3 separate regions of the Mus musculus genome follow, and all the other regions are linked to region 3. A link is a contact called in public Hi-C and promoter capture Hi-C data. All regions are on one chromosome and are shown on one strand. Each heading gives the region's core, a stretch centred on a gene start, on an enhancer-like site or on the middle of the called end of the contact. The rest is flanking DNA. Distances are from core to core; before and after follow the strand shown.

Region 1 (3,870 bases), core at 997-3,496, 2.6 Mb after region 3:
CTCGGGACCTTCGGAAGAGCAGTTGGTGCTCTTAACCACTGAGCCATCTGGTCAGCCCTGAGTCTTCTCTTTAATTGCTCTCTACATTATGTGTCGAGGCAATGTATTCCTATTGAATTCAGAGCCTTCCCAATACACTAATCTGACTAACCAGCTTGCTCCAGGGGTCTCCTGTCCAGTACCTTATAAGTACTGGACTCACAGGTGGAGTATCGCACCCACCTGACATTCACCTGGATTAACAGTTCCCACCAAGCCATTTCCCCATCCCCTAGTTTTTTGGTTTTTGTTTGGTTTTGTTTTTGTTTTTTTTTTAATGAAAACTTGGGACTAGAGAGACAGTTCAATGGTTAAGAGTACTTGACGCTCCTGGAGAGGACCCAGATTTGGTTCCCAGCATCCACATAGTGGCTCACAACCATCCGTCTCCAGTTCCAGGGAATATGATGCCCTCTTCTGGCCTCAATGGGCACAAGGCACACACACAGTACACACACATAAACACATGCAAAATGTTCCTACGCATAAAGTTAAATATAAATTAATTAACCAGGTAAAATGGCAACGTCAGGACGGCTGTCAATCATCAGCATCCTTATGGGTCTTGAACCACCTGTCCCACACATAAGCTGCCTGGAAAGCCCTTTTATTTTCAACAACAACAAAAAGGAACCACCTTAGTGAAGGTTTTATTTTGGCAGTAAACCAGCATTGGAACAAATAAAAATACACACCTACATTCAGACAGTACACATGTTACACACAGTACACATATATAAACACATATCTCATGTTATAAAGATGAGGTATGAACACATATCTCATCTGCAGTAAATTTTGAGGCACACACCACTACACTTCACAATACAGGAGCACACAAACTGATTCCATCACACATAAGCTCTCAGGAATCAGACTGAGACCAATTCCTCAGTGTCACTAGTGCTGTGTACAGGCCAGAATTTTTAGGAGGCCCCAGGGGCATTCTGGCAGTGTCACTCAGCTGCAGACCCATGAGCTGATGATAAAAGCCAAGCATTCCCCTGTGCTTAACAAAGACCCTGAAGAGAAAGAAAGAAAGAAAGAAAGAAAGAAAGAAAGAAAGAAAGAAAGAAAGAAAGAAAGAAAGAAAGAAAGAAAGAAAGAAAGAAAGAAAGAAAGAGGGAGAGAGAGAGAAAGAGAGAGAAAGAGAAAGGAAGGAAGAAAGGAAGAAAGAAAGAGAGAAAAGCAGGGTGAACGGAGGGTGACCACACATGAAAGTCTTTAAGATATCCTTCAGAACAAAGTAGGGGCTCAACGGGTGCAAACTGCTGAGAAGTCAGCATGGTTAGGGGCATAATTTAATGGCCCAGCACCTGTCTAGCATAAGGAAGGTGGGAGAGCAGGTATAGGAAGGAAAGGAGAAAACAAAAAGAAACACACACAATAGTTAAAGGGGGGGGGATGCATAAACATATGAGCAATGGGTGTGTAAATGAGAGAGAATGGGAGGGTTAAGTACTCAGGTGAGAGTGGATCTGGGAGCATAAATAAGGAGTAAGCAGGAGGGGGCAGAATGGGGATTAGAAAGGACTCCTTTAAAGTGTATACTGGTGAGTAGAGAGGGATGGAAATGAATGAAAGTGGTCGAGAAGCTGCTGTCTTGGAACCTGCCACCGGTCTTGTTCACCCGAGCCCTGCATGACCACCTGAGCCCAGCCCCACTCACATATTGACTGTCCTCTATCTCCTGCAGAGCCTTGATTTCTCTGAGGGCCTGGTTAGGAATACCATCCTCCAGCCGCCGCAAGGCCACCTTCTTGAGGGCAACGATCTCGCCAGTCTGTGCAGGAAAGAGTGCCGACACTGCCAGAGACCTTTGGCAAGGTAGGGGCAGGGAGAGAACACCCCAGGAGCGAGACACCCCACAGAGACCCGCCCCTAAGTCGGGAAGATCTGAACCGACCGCCAGGGGTCGCGCTCCCGCAGTCCGGCCGCTGGAAGCGGGATCGCCACAGATGGGACCCCGCCAAGTATCCTAAAGAGACCTCTGAGGCGCGCCCGCGCGCGCTAGCAGATCTCTACACGGAAAGACTGCAGAGGGAGCGCAGTGGGCATCCCTCGGACTGCACGTGCGGCATGGTCTCACCTCTACGTGCTTGGCTTTGAAGACGATGCCGTGGGCGCCCTCCCCGATGCGACCGAGGATGCAATACTGGTCCATGTCGGCCCGCGGTGCCCAGATCCTACTCTACAGGGATCCAGCATAGGCTCCTGCAAGCGTTGCCTAGCAATAACGCGTCTAGCAGCTGCTCCGTAAAGCACGTGACCGGAAAGACCAGTGCTGAGCTCAGTCAGGAATCTGCATCCCCTCTAGGCAGCACCTTTCCGCAGCCTTCGGCAGTCACTCTATCGTAATCTAACGCTCCAGGACGTGGCCATAGCACCACGTGACAAGAAACGCTGGTGCGTGGGGCTGAGAGGGGCAGGGCTACGCATGTAAAGGGTGTGTTCATTCGCCCAGAGGCGGAGCCTCTGGTAGGGAGGTGGATCTGGTGGAAGACTTCCAGAAACCAGCAAGAGTATCAGGTGGCAGGCACTCACTCAGCCGCTCTCTACATTTAGGCCTCTTTGTAACTGACGCAAATCATTGTTGCAGACAAGCACAGAGCTGAGTCGTGGAGTGTCTTAGTTAGGATTTTACTGCTGTGAACAGACACCATGACCAAAGTAACTCTTATAAGGACAGCATTTAATTGGGACTGGCTTACATGTTCAAAAATTCATCCTTTGTTATCAAAGGAGGGAGCATGGAGCATCCAGGCAGGTATGTTGCAGGAGGAGCATATTCAACTGCAGGCTGCTCGGAGAAGACTCGCTTCCAGACAGCAAGAGTATTAAAACCCACTTCCACAGTGATACACCTACTCTAATAAGACCACACCTGCTAATAGTGCCACTTCCTAGCCCAAGCATATACAAACCATCACATGGAGAATCACTTGGGTCTTTGGTCCCCAAAGGGCATCATGAATCCAAGTACCTTTTTTAAAAAGCTTACTAGCACTGACGATAAAGCTCCTTTGGTGAGGTGCTTGCCTAGAGTGAACAAAAGCCTTTGGTTCGACTCCCTGTACCACCTATGTTGGTTGCTCTAAATCACATCTGCCGTCCCAGTACTTGACAGGGTCTTATTAATCTACACAGTGCGATGCATCCTGCTTAATAAGAGACCTTATCTCAAAATAGAGAGAGGTGTCCACAAGTATATGAGATGACGACCAGCACCCCTACTAATTAGGAAAAATGAAATCAAACCACAATAAGATATCTTACACCCTTTAGGATGATTACTATCAGGAACGTAGATGATAAACCTGATACAGTTGTTCTGACTATAACTCTTGTATCCAGCAGGCCAAGACGAAGAGAATCTCAAGTACGAAGCCAGTATGGACAAGGTTACCTGCTAACATGGTAAAGCTGTGGAGAAATCAAGACAGAAGAGAGGGGAGAAGAACCTACACTAACGTGGGAAGGCAAGGATGCCAAGAAATTACCACTTTTGTGTGCGTTTGTTAAAAAGTGTTTCAGGGGTGGTTGCTCACTCCCTACAATCCCAATACTAGAGAGACTAGGAGTTGCAGGAGGATTGCCTCAGGTTCCAGGCCAGCCTGAGCTACAGTGTGAGACTTTCTCAAACCCAAAAGAAACGAAACTTTTAAATAGAATATGAAACTAGCCAGGCTCTATGGACTGGCTGTGGGACCCTCTTCTCAGGGAATGAGATAAGTGAAAGTTTTTGCCATACCTGTGGCACACACTACGCCTAGGTTTAAATCAGAAAAAGGAAATCCAAGTGTGGACTAGGGGGTAGAGGGAGCGTGAGGG
Region 2 (4,097 bases), core at 1,193-3,692, 2.5 Mb before region 3:
GTGTGTGCCCAATCCAACATACCAGGGGTCCTAAGAAAAGAGGCAGACATGGTGAAAGTGCCATGCAATGATGGAGTCAGGTTAGTGATGTGACTGAACAAGCAGTGCCAAGGAATGCCAAGAATAATAGACACCTGGAGGAAAGCAGGAAGCAGGGTAATTTTCCTTGTACAAACCTTCTGAGACATCATGGCTGCCGACATCCAGAACTGTGGAGGAGCAAACTTGCTTTCTGAGTGCCCGAATCAGTAAAATCAGGGAAAGAAATGGGGAAGCTGTAAGACCCAGTGTAAAAGCTCTGGGGCAGGAGTGTGCCTCACACTTGCTGCTGGTGCGTATGAGGTTTTGGGACAACCTGGAGAAAATGGGGAAAGACTAGGTGGAGTCTGGCAGGTTAGCAAGGCTGTTACATTTTGATCAGTGAGAGAGTAAGCTCCAGTAACATTCTGAGGCGATAGACGATCTGATTTCTTAAAAGTAACAACTTAAATATGTATGCATATATGCGTGGACATATCAGACGCTGGGATCACCGGCTGAGTGGGTTAAAAATTAAAGGGGGCAAAGGAAGGAATATGGGGAAAACACCTGGGAGACAATTTAAAAACAGACCAAAGACGGAGGTGACCAATGAGAAGAGAGGCAAGAATTTGTCTTTGGACAGTAGCAGAGCCAAGAGGAACGAGGGACGGAGGAGGGCAAAGACTTTTGCGCTTTTGCCCAGATCCATTAAAAATTGAGTTCAAACAAGAACTGTTTTTCTTTCCCGTAGTATTTAACACAACACACTCTGGGACAGGGCTTCAGGGCTTGCGTGTACTGTTTGCAATCGTCCTGCCTTGGCCTCCCAAACGCTGGAATTACAGGCACTCGTGACCACACACAAAGCATAGGCTCTGCTCATTGGCTGTGATCTCCACATACACCGGTGGTCAGAAAACGCCAGAGATAAAACATTCATTCGCATTAACGCTACTGACTGAAGGCAGTAAGCACGCTACCTGGCCCTTACTTCCACCTTGGTACAGTGTGAGAAGGGCCAAGTACTTGGTAAGGTTTGCTCCACGGTGGTACAGACCACGAGGGAAGCAGTTCTCTTATGCTCAAAATTAGCGGAGCCCGGATGCAGAGGCCCAAGGACGGCAGAGGCAGAGCGGGCACCCGCTGGGCTGGACCCGCACACCAAACGCACAGGACACCAGAGCTGCTTCCGGCTTCACGGGCCGTGGCGCCCGCACGCGGCGCATGCCAGAGCAGGCGCGTTTGGTGGAGCGCGTTGCGAGCGACGGGCCACGCGTGGCCGGCTCTGCCCAGTCACTCCACCGTACAGAGCACGCGAGGAGAAGGCGGGAGGGCGGGGGCTCGACCCGGTGCAGTCGCAGCGGTTTCGTTTTCCCAGGCGGTCCGCGACCGCAGCACACCAGCCGGCGCGGAAACTTCCACCCGGCACGCTGGCGTGTCTGCGCACGCGCAGCGCGGCCCACACAGCCCAGCGCCGACCCGCACCCGCCCCTCCGGCCCCGCCCTGTCTGTCTGGTCTGCATGCGCCCGCGCCACTGTCTCTCCGCCGCCGCCCGGAGCGCGCAGTGCGCAAGCGCGGTAACCAAGGCGGCGCTGTCTAGTGAGGATTTGAAATCCCCGCGCGTGCGCACTGCGCCGCGGCCCGCGAGGGAGGCCGCGCCCCCGCGCCGCCGCCCCCGCGCCGCCTCCCCGCCCCTCATTGGAGCTGAGGCGGCGGCCCCCATCCCTCTCCGTTCCCGGCCGCCGCCGAGGGCGTCTTTCCGCCGCCGCGCCGCAGGAGCGCCGTGACTGACTGACGGCCCGACGCTCTGGGCCCGCCCCCTCGGCCGGTCACCGCCCCTTCGATGGCCTCTCCCTGCCGCCCGCACGCTACGCCGCCGCCGCCGCGGCCCCCTCGCCCTCCCCGCGCCGCCTGAGCCACCGGGACCGCAGCTGCGCCGCGCGCCCCACCGAGCGCCGCCCGCGCCCATCCGCGCGCACCGGAGCGCGGCCCAGGCCCGTCCGTCCGTCCGTCCGCGCGGCCGGCCCGGGGCGCGGCGGGGCGGGGCGCGGCGGGGGCGGGGCGCGGCGGGCGACGCGGGCCCCGCGGGGGCGGCGCGTGGATGGATCCGCGCGTGGCCTGGATCCAGCCGGAGCAGAAGGGGCCGGCCAATGCCCTGTGGATGCAGATCTGGGAGACCTCGCAGGGCGTGGGCCGTGGCGGCTCCGGCTTCGCGTCCTACTTCTGCCTCAACTCGCCGGCGCTGGACACGGCGGCCGCGCCCGGGGCGGCGGGGCGCGCAGCACCAGCAGCAGGAGGCCCGGGGCCGGCGCCCGCCGCCTCGTCCCCGCCGCCGGCGCCCGGCCCCGCCGCGCTGCCCCCGGCGCTGCTTACCGCGCTAGGGCCCGCGGCGGACAGCGCAAGACGCTTGCACAAGTCCCCGTCGCTGTCGTCGTCGTCGTCCTCGTCGTCGTCCAACGCCGAGTCGGGCACCGAGAGTCCCGGCTGCTCGTCGTCGTCCTCCAGCAGCACCTCGCTCGGCCGCGCCGGCAGCGGCCGCACCTTCTTCAGCTTCGCCGACGGTGCTGCCCACGCACACCCGGGCCCACGCGGCTCCACGCCCGCCGGCTCGCCGCCGCAGCACCAGTTCCACCCGGGTCGGCGGAAACGCGAGAACAAGGCCAGCACGTATGGCCTCAACTACCTGCTGTCGGGCAGCCGCGCGGCCACGCTGAGCGGAGGGGGCGGCCCCGGGGCCCAGGCGGCGCGGCCCGGCACGCCGTGGAAGAGCCGCGCGTACAGCCCGGGCATCCAGGGGTGAGTGCGCCCGAGCCGCGGGGCTGCCAGCGGCGCGGGCACTTTAAAAACTCCGTTGGATCGAGATCCACCAGGCAGGGGGGATTGACAGTTCGGGATGGAGGCCTAGGGCTAGACTAGAAAGTGGTTCCTTTCTTTCCTCTGCTCCAGGGCAGGGAAGCAAGGGCTGGCTGTCAGAGTGGGAAGCGTTTACGCGTGTTCTTTCCTGTAGGCTAAATCCTGTATCTTAGTGTAGTGAGGTTGAATGTAAAAAATTTTTGTTCCCTTTTTTTGAGACAGTAGGTTTTTGGTATTGGTGCAGTTTAGCCATCAAGTGAGGTTTAGAAGTGGAGTCTTGTGTGTGTTGAGGTTACCTCGTACGTTTTAATTTTGGGCAGACGTTCACAGAAAGACCGTCACCTGGGGTTTCTGAAAACCACCTAATAGTACTCAGGTTTTTTTCCTGTGAACTCACAGGAAGGTGTTTTCATTTAAAAATTTTTCCATAAGGCTCAGAGGACCTTAGCGGTTTAATGTCCCCAATGACAGCAAGGTGGGGGTGTTGGTCTGGAATTGCCCCAGGTGAGACTTTTCTAGTATGAAGCTCTTCATTCAACCTATTGGTTGAATTTCTGAACATCTAGAAACAAAATAGTGGTTGTGTAGTCTCAAGACTGGTGAGCTTGATTTGCCTCAGTTCCTGCCGCTCTTAAAGGGCGTCTAACCTCCCCCCCTCCCCCTCACTCCAGGGAGCGACATCCCCAGTTCAAGTCCACCCGGGTGGTTGCTAGGCCCTGGGACTCCTTTGAGGTAACTTCTTAGGGGGCTGTTTGCGGTTTGAGGTCTGTGGGGAACACGGATACTCTTTAAGGGGTTGGGGGTGTTACATAGAAACAGTTGTCCCCTCTGCAACTTGTTTCACCTGCCTTGGATCTTTGGGTCGGGATTCTCCAGCATGCACTACAAATCCAGGAGGAGCCTGGTTTCTTCTGCCAGTTCCCCCGCAGTGCTTGCTTGTAGAACTTTGTGAGACAGGTGTGGCCGTGGACCTACGGGAGGTTTCTGGATTGTTACATAACTGTAATGGACATGGTGTCTGCCGGGAGACGGATCCTAGCCTCTGACAGAGTTCCACTTGGGTACTTAGGCATCAGCAGCATGATCTGCCCCTCGGTGAGAGTTGTGTCCCTTGATGTGGTCTCTCTGGTGGTCTGTAAAGCTGGTCAGCCTCTGTGTGTTCTTCTGTGGCGTTTTGTTAGTATGTGTGCCTCTGTGGGCTAGGTGTGCTTTTAGAGTCTAG
Region 3 (4,176 bases), core at 1,342-3,841:
ATCTCCCTACATGAACAAGCCAACACCTTCCTAACTGGCAACAGTTCCTTGTAAAAGGGTAGTAAGCCATTGGGGCCCATGGAGAAAGGCCTAACAGCTGATTTGATTTCTCTAACTTGCTTACACAGTCATTCAAACTCTATTTTGAGGTAACGTTGATCAATCACCTAATCTTGACAGAGCAGAACAGCTCTCATGGTTTTTGCCTTTGAAGGCCTTATTTTCCCCACCTCTGGGCACATTTGGGTTAGAGACTGTGGTCCTGTTAGCAGCTTTAATCAATTGCCCAAAAAATAATCTGAGTCGAGTCTGGGAGTCTTTTCCTGGTGGACATGAACTACATAACGTTCTCCAGTATCAATTATCCCAGTAAAACAAAGGTTTGACTTTAGTGCTTCTGGTCTCTTGCTAATCACAGCAGATTCTTCAGCTCCAGCTAAGAACCACAGATGCTTAACTCAAAATATTCAAACCCACCCCCCCCCCCCAGAGTCTTTGAGAGATTCTCACACTTCCCTCTGGTTGTCTGGATCTTCACCTGACAACCCTTGTCCTCTGTATTTCTCTGAAGATTCTTATCTTGAAGGATCCCATAGAACACTCAAGAGCTTTTCTAGCCCAAAGTTCCAAAATCCTTCCACTATCCTCCCTGAAATAAGGTCAGGTCTATCTGGTCAGTGCCCCACAATCCTGGTACCAACTTCTGTCTTAGTTAGGATTACTATTTCTATGAGGAAAGATCATGACCAAAAGCGAGTTGGGGGAGTGTATTAGGGCTCTCTAGAGTAACAACTTATAAAATGTATGTATGTATGTATGTATGTATGTATGTATGTATGTATGTATGTATGTATGTGTGTGTGTGTATGGGGGGATTTATTCAAATGACTTACAGACTGTTGTCCAGCTAATCTGATGTTGGCTGGCAGAGCAGAGCATAGAAAGTCTAAGACTCCAGTAGTTTGCTCAGTCCACAAGCTGGTGCTCGGTATATGCTGGAATCCCAAAGATGTAGCTATAATGCCCATGAGGGAACGGACTTGCTAGGTAACAGCAAGCAGACAAAGAGCAAAAGCTTCCATCTTCCGTATCTATGTAGCAGTGGTTCTCAATCTTCCTAATGCTGTGAGCCCTTAATACAGTTCCTCATGTTGTGACTCCCCAACCATAAAATTATTTTTTGATATTTTATCACTAATTTTGCTGTTATGAATTGTAATGTAACTATGTGATATGCAGATGATCTTAAGCAACCCCTGAAAAGGGTTGTTTGACCCTCAAGGGGTCATAACTTGCATGTTGAAAATTGCTTTATAGCAGGGCGCGGTGGCACATGACTTTAATCCCAACACTCGGGAGGCAGAGGCAGGCAGATTTCTGAGTTAGAAGCCAGCCTGGTCTACAAAATGAGTTCCAGGACAGCCAGGGCTACACAGAGAAACCCAGTCTCGGAAAAGAAAAAAAAAAAAAAAAAAAAAAGGAAGGAAGGAAGAGAAAAAAGAGAAAATTGCTGTTATATAGACTTCCAGCAGAAGGTGTGGTCCAGATTAAAATTGTTATCTTCCCACCTCAGGATTGGAATTAAAGGCATGTATTTCCACCTGTTGCAGTAATTCCCCAACCCTGATACCCCAATAAGTCTATGCAAAAACCACACAACTCAGTTACATTATTTACAAGCTGCACGCTTAGACTGAGCAGATTTATCACTACACTACTCTATTCCCCAGCTGTGAGATCCCACATTATTTGCTGCCTCTCAGGGCCTTGTGGTTCTGCTCCATCTTCCTCTTATCTTCTCTTCCTCAGTCTTCTTCCTCCCTCGCTCCCTACTCTTCCCTCACTTCCTAAAACCTCTAGCCCCACCTTTCCCTTCCACTGCCCAATCACAGGCTCTAGTCTTTATTTGACCAGTTAGAATGGGGAGAAGGTTCACAGGAAATCACCTGAGTATGTGATCCACTCCTCTCAGGGGCAACCCCTCTTGAGGAAGCTGAATTAACATCAGAATACAAACAGCACCAGGGCAACCCACAACATCTACCTCACAAGTCATGACTAGAAGTGGATCCACCCACTTCAAACAAACAAAAATCCCTCAAAGGTGTCCCTTGTATTTCTTCTGGATTCCATCTAATTCTAGATGTAGTCAAGTACCAAGAATAGAAATCACAGGAGAAAAGAGTTTATTTGGTTTACATAACCTGGATTGCTGTCCATTGGAAGAAGCCAAGGCTGGAATTCAAAGAGGGCAGGAACCCGGAGGCAGGAGCTGCTGATGGTTTTTATTTTAAATCTAGTATAATTGAGTCAATGAGTTTTCCTCCTGCCAAAAGACTCTAGGAACCCCAGAGCTTTTTAGGTAACGTCTTTGATCAGAGTAAGAAGTAAACCTAATACAAGTTGCCGTCAAAGGCTGGATTTATATTCCCACAAGACCTTTGTAAATTTGAGACTTAAAAAGCAGCCTAATCCAGTGACAGGCTATAAATAGTTCTCCCTGACTTTGGTTCAGGGCAGTCCTTCGCGTAGACTTCTGGGAAATGTAGTCTCTCTTAGCATGACTCCGCTAGACCGGACTCTACTCCTCTGTGCTTCCGGTTCATTTTGCTTTTGTGTTTCTCCAAACTCTGCGGCTTTCTCAAAGTTGGAACAGTGTGGCTTGCGCTCCGCGCTCGACATGGAGGTTGGTCCCGGCTGCAGCCTAGCCTTGCAGGCCTCATGAACTATACGGGTGGGCGGGCCCGGGGTGCAGGGAGCCGGGGAGGGCTGGGCGGGAGGCGGAGAGAAGCCCACGTGGTCCTGCAGTGCGGACCTAGGCTTGGCCAGAGTGCAGGGGTGGGGCGCACGCACGGTGCAAGGAGTGATTGCTCTGTTAGGACAGAGCGGCTGACAGAGTCAATCATGTGTTTCAGGGACCTGAGAGGTGGCCTGCTACTGCGAGAATGGAGACTGGAAAGTCTAGGGTTGGTAGAGCAGGGTGGCTTGGCTGACCGTGCCAGAGGCAGGCTGTGATGAGAGCTCATACCCCACCTTGGCTGGGGAAGCTTGCTGTTAACTAGTTTTCACATTGCTGTTGTCAGATCCCTCAGGAAATCTAGAGCAAGTGGGTTTTTCTGGGCCCTCCCGTATTCAATGAGAGGCCCAGGACTCTGATTTTGAGTTCGTGTGGCTCATAGTTTCCAGGACAGTGAGTTCTGCGGGGGAGTTTGGTGTATGGGATGTTCGTCCCGTTTTCTTTGTGATAAATTGTTAGTTTTCAGGGCGGCTCACTTTGGATAGGAATCACTCCTTTACCCACTGTGACAGAACCCTCACATTCACACACCTGTATGAGGAAAAAAAAAAAAATCTCATCGAGGGGGCACTCTGAACTTTGTCCCAGCTATCACTGATCCTACAACACTGCAGAGTGGAAAATACTAGAGATTATTACCACATACAATTGCACCGGAGACTGCGATGTCAGAAATTTGGTGTTGTGTGGAAAGATTGAGAGTGAAGTTGAAGAGCTGTGGCTCACTCAGGGTCCTGTGATTGTATACAGCCAATGCTCACCCTGCCCTTTGTATACAGCCGCTGCTCATCCTGACATTTGTACTGTTTTTGCCACACTTCAGTCAAATTGATTTGTGTGCTGGAGACTGACTTACAGCATTAAAATCTATACCTGAGAAGCATGGGCTTTAAACTACATCAATACCAATACTTTCTATGTATCATCTAACAATCATTAAAATATGGACATTTTCTAATTAATGTCACTAATCTGCAGGAAACTAAGAATGTGCCGTTTTACACTGTTTAAGGTGTGAAAAGTACATTTTCTTGTACCTTAAATCTCGTTTCCTACAATGTAGAGGTGATACAGCAATAAGCACAATTATATTATAGGTCACAACACATAGATGTTTGATATCTATCTATCTATCTGTCTGTCTATCTACACTTTTACTTAATATATTTCTTAAACAGATCTATGATTGAAAATAAAACATCAGTGTATGCTGTGCTGTTTCCTGTTACATCTGCATTTGGGAGGTGGAAGCAGGAAATACAGTCCTTTGGGCATATGCTGAGTCTTATGTTGACTTATTCTTTTAGCTTTTTGTGGGTTCTCCATACTGATTGCCAGAGTTGCTGTACCAAGTTGCAGTCTTAGCAACAGTGACTGGG

Evidence for each region. Promoter capture Hi-C pulls out the DNA fragments that hold promoters and counts their contacts. A called contact is a pair of places that touch in the nucleus more often than the background predicts.
Region 1: a promoter capture Hi-C map of hippocampal neurons shows a contact between it and region 3, with 3 times the contacts expected there. The contact joins the promoter of Cdk20 here to the promoter of Zfp708 in region 3. A contact is called at or near these places in 3 of 39 promoter capture datasets (hippocampal neurons, liver and pre-B cells) and 1 of 115 datasets of contacts at active chromatin or transcription factors (astrocytes).
Region 2: a contact with region 3 is called in a Hi-C map of CD4 T cells, with 6 times the contacts expected there. The contact joins the promoter of Tent4a here to the promoter of Zfp708 in region 3. A contact is called at or near these places in 2 of 39 promoter capture datasets (neutrophils and pre-B cells) and 1 of 484 Hi-C or Micro-C datasets (CD4 T cells).

What each region holds. Positions count from the first base shown.
Region 1 is chr13:64,430,929-64,434,798 of GRCm38.p6, reverse strand. Cdk20 (cyclin-dependent kinase 20) reads right to left here and starts at 2,246. Exons shown (of 8, transcript NM_053180.2): 1 at 2,129-2,246; 2 at 1,709-1,822. The coding sequence starts at 2,203. 1700015C15Rik (a long non-coding RNA gene) reads left to right here and starts at 2,363. Exons shown (of 3, transcript XR_873594.1): 1 at 2,363-2,445; 2 at 3,394-3,548.
Region 2 is chr13:69,532,209-69,536,305 of GRCm38.p6, reverse strand. Tent4a (terminal nucleotidyltransferase 4A) reads left to right here and starts at 2,442. Exons shown (of 13, transcript NM_198600.2): 1 at 2,442-2,818. It overlaps A930018O16Rik, which reads right to left and starts at 1,991. Exons shown (of 1, transcript XM_011244606.3): 1 at 855-1,991. The coding sequence starts at 1,991. The coding sequence ends at 1,110.
Region 3 is chr13:67,079,960-67,084,135 of GRCm38.p6, reverse strand. Zfp708 (zinc finger protein 708) reads left to right here and starts at 2,591. Exons shown (of 4, transcript NM_001012448.2): 1 at 2,591-2,686. The coding sequence starts at 2,681.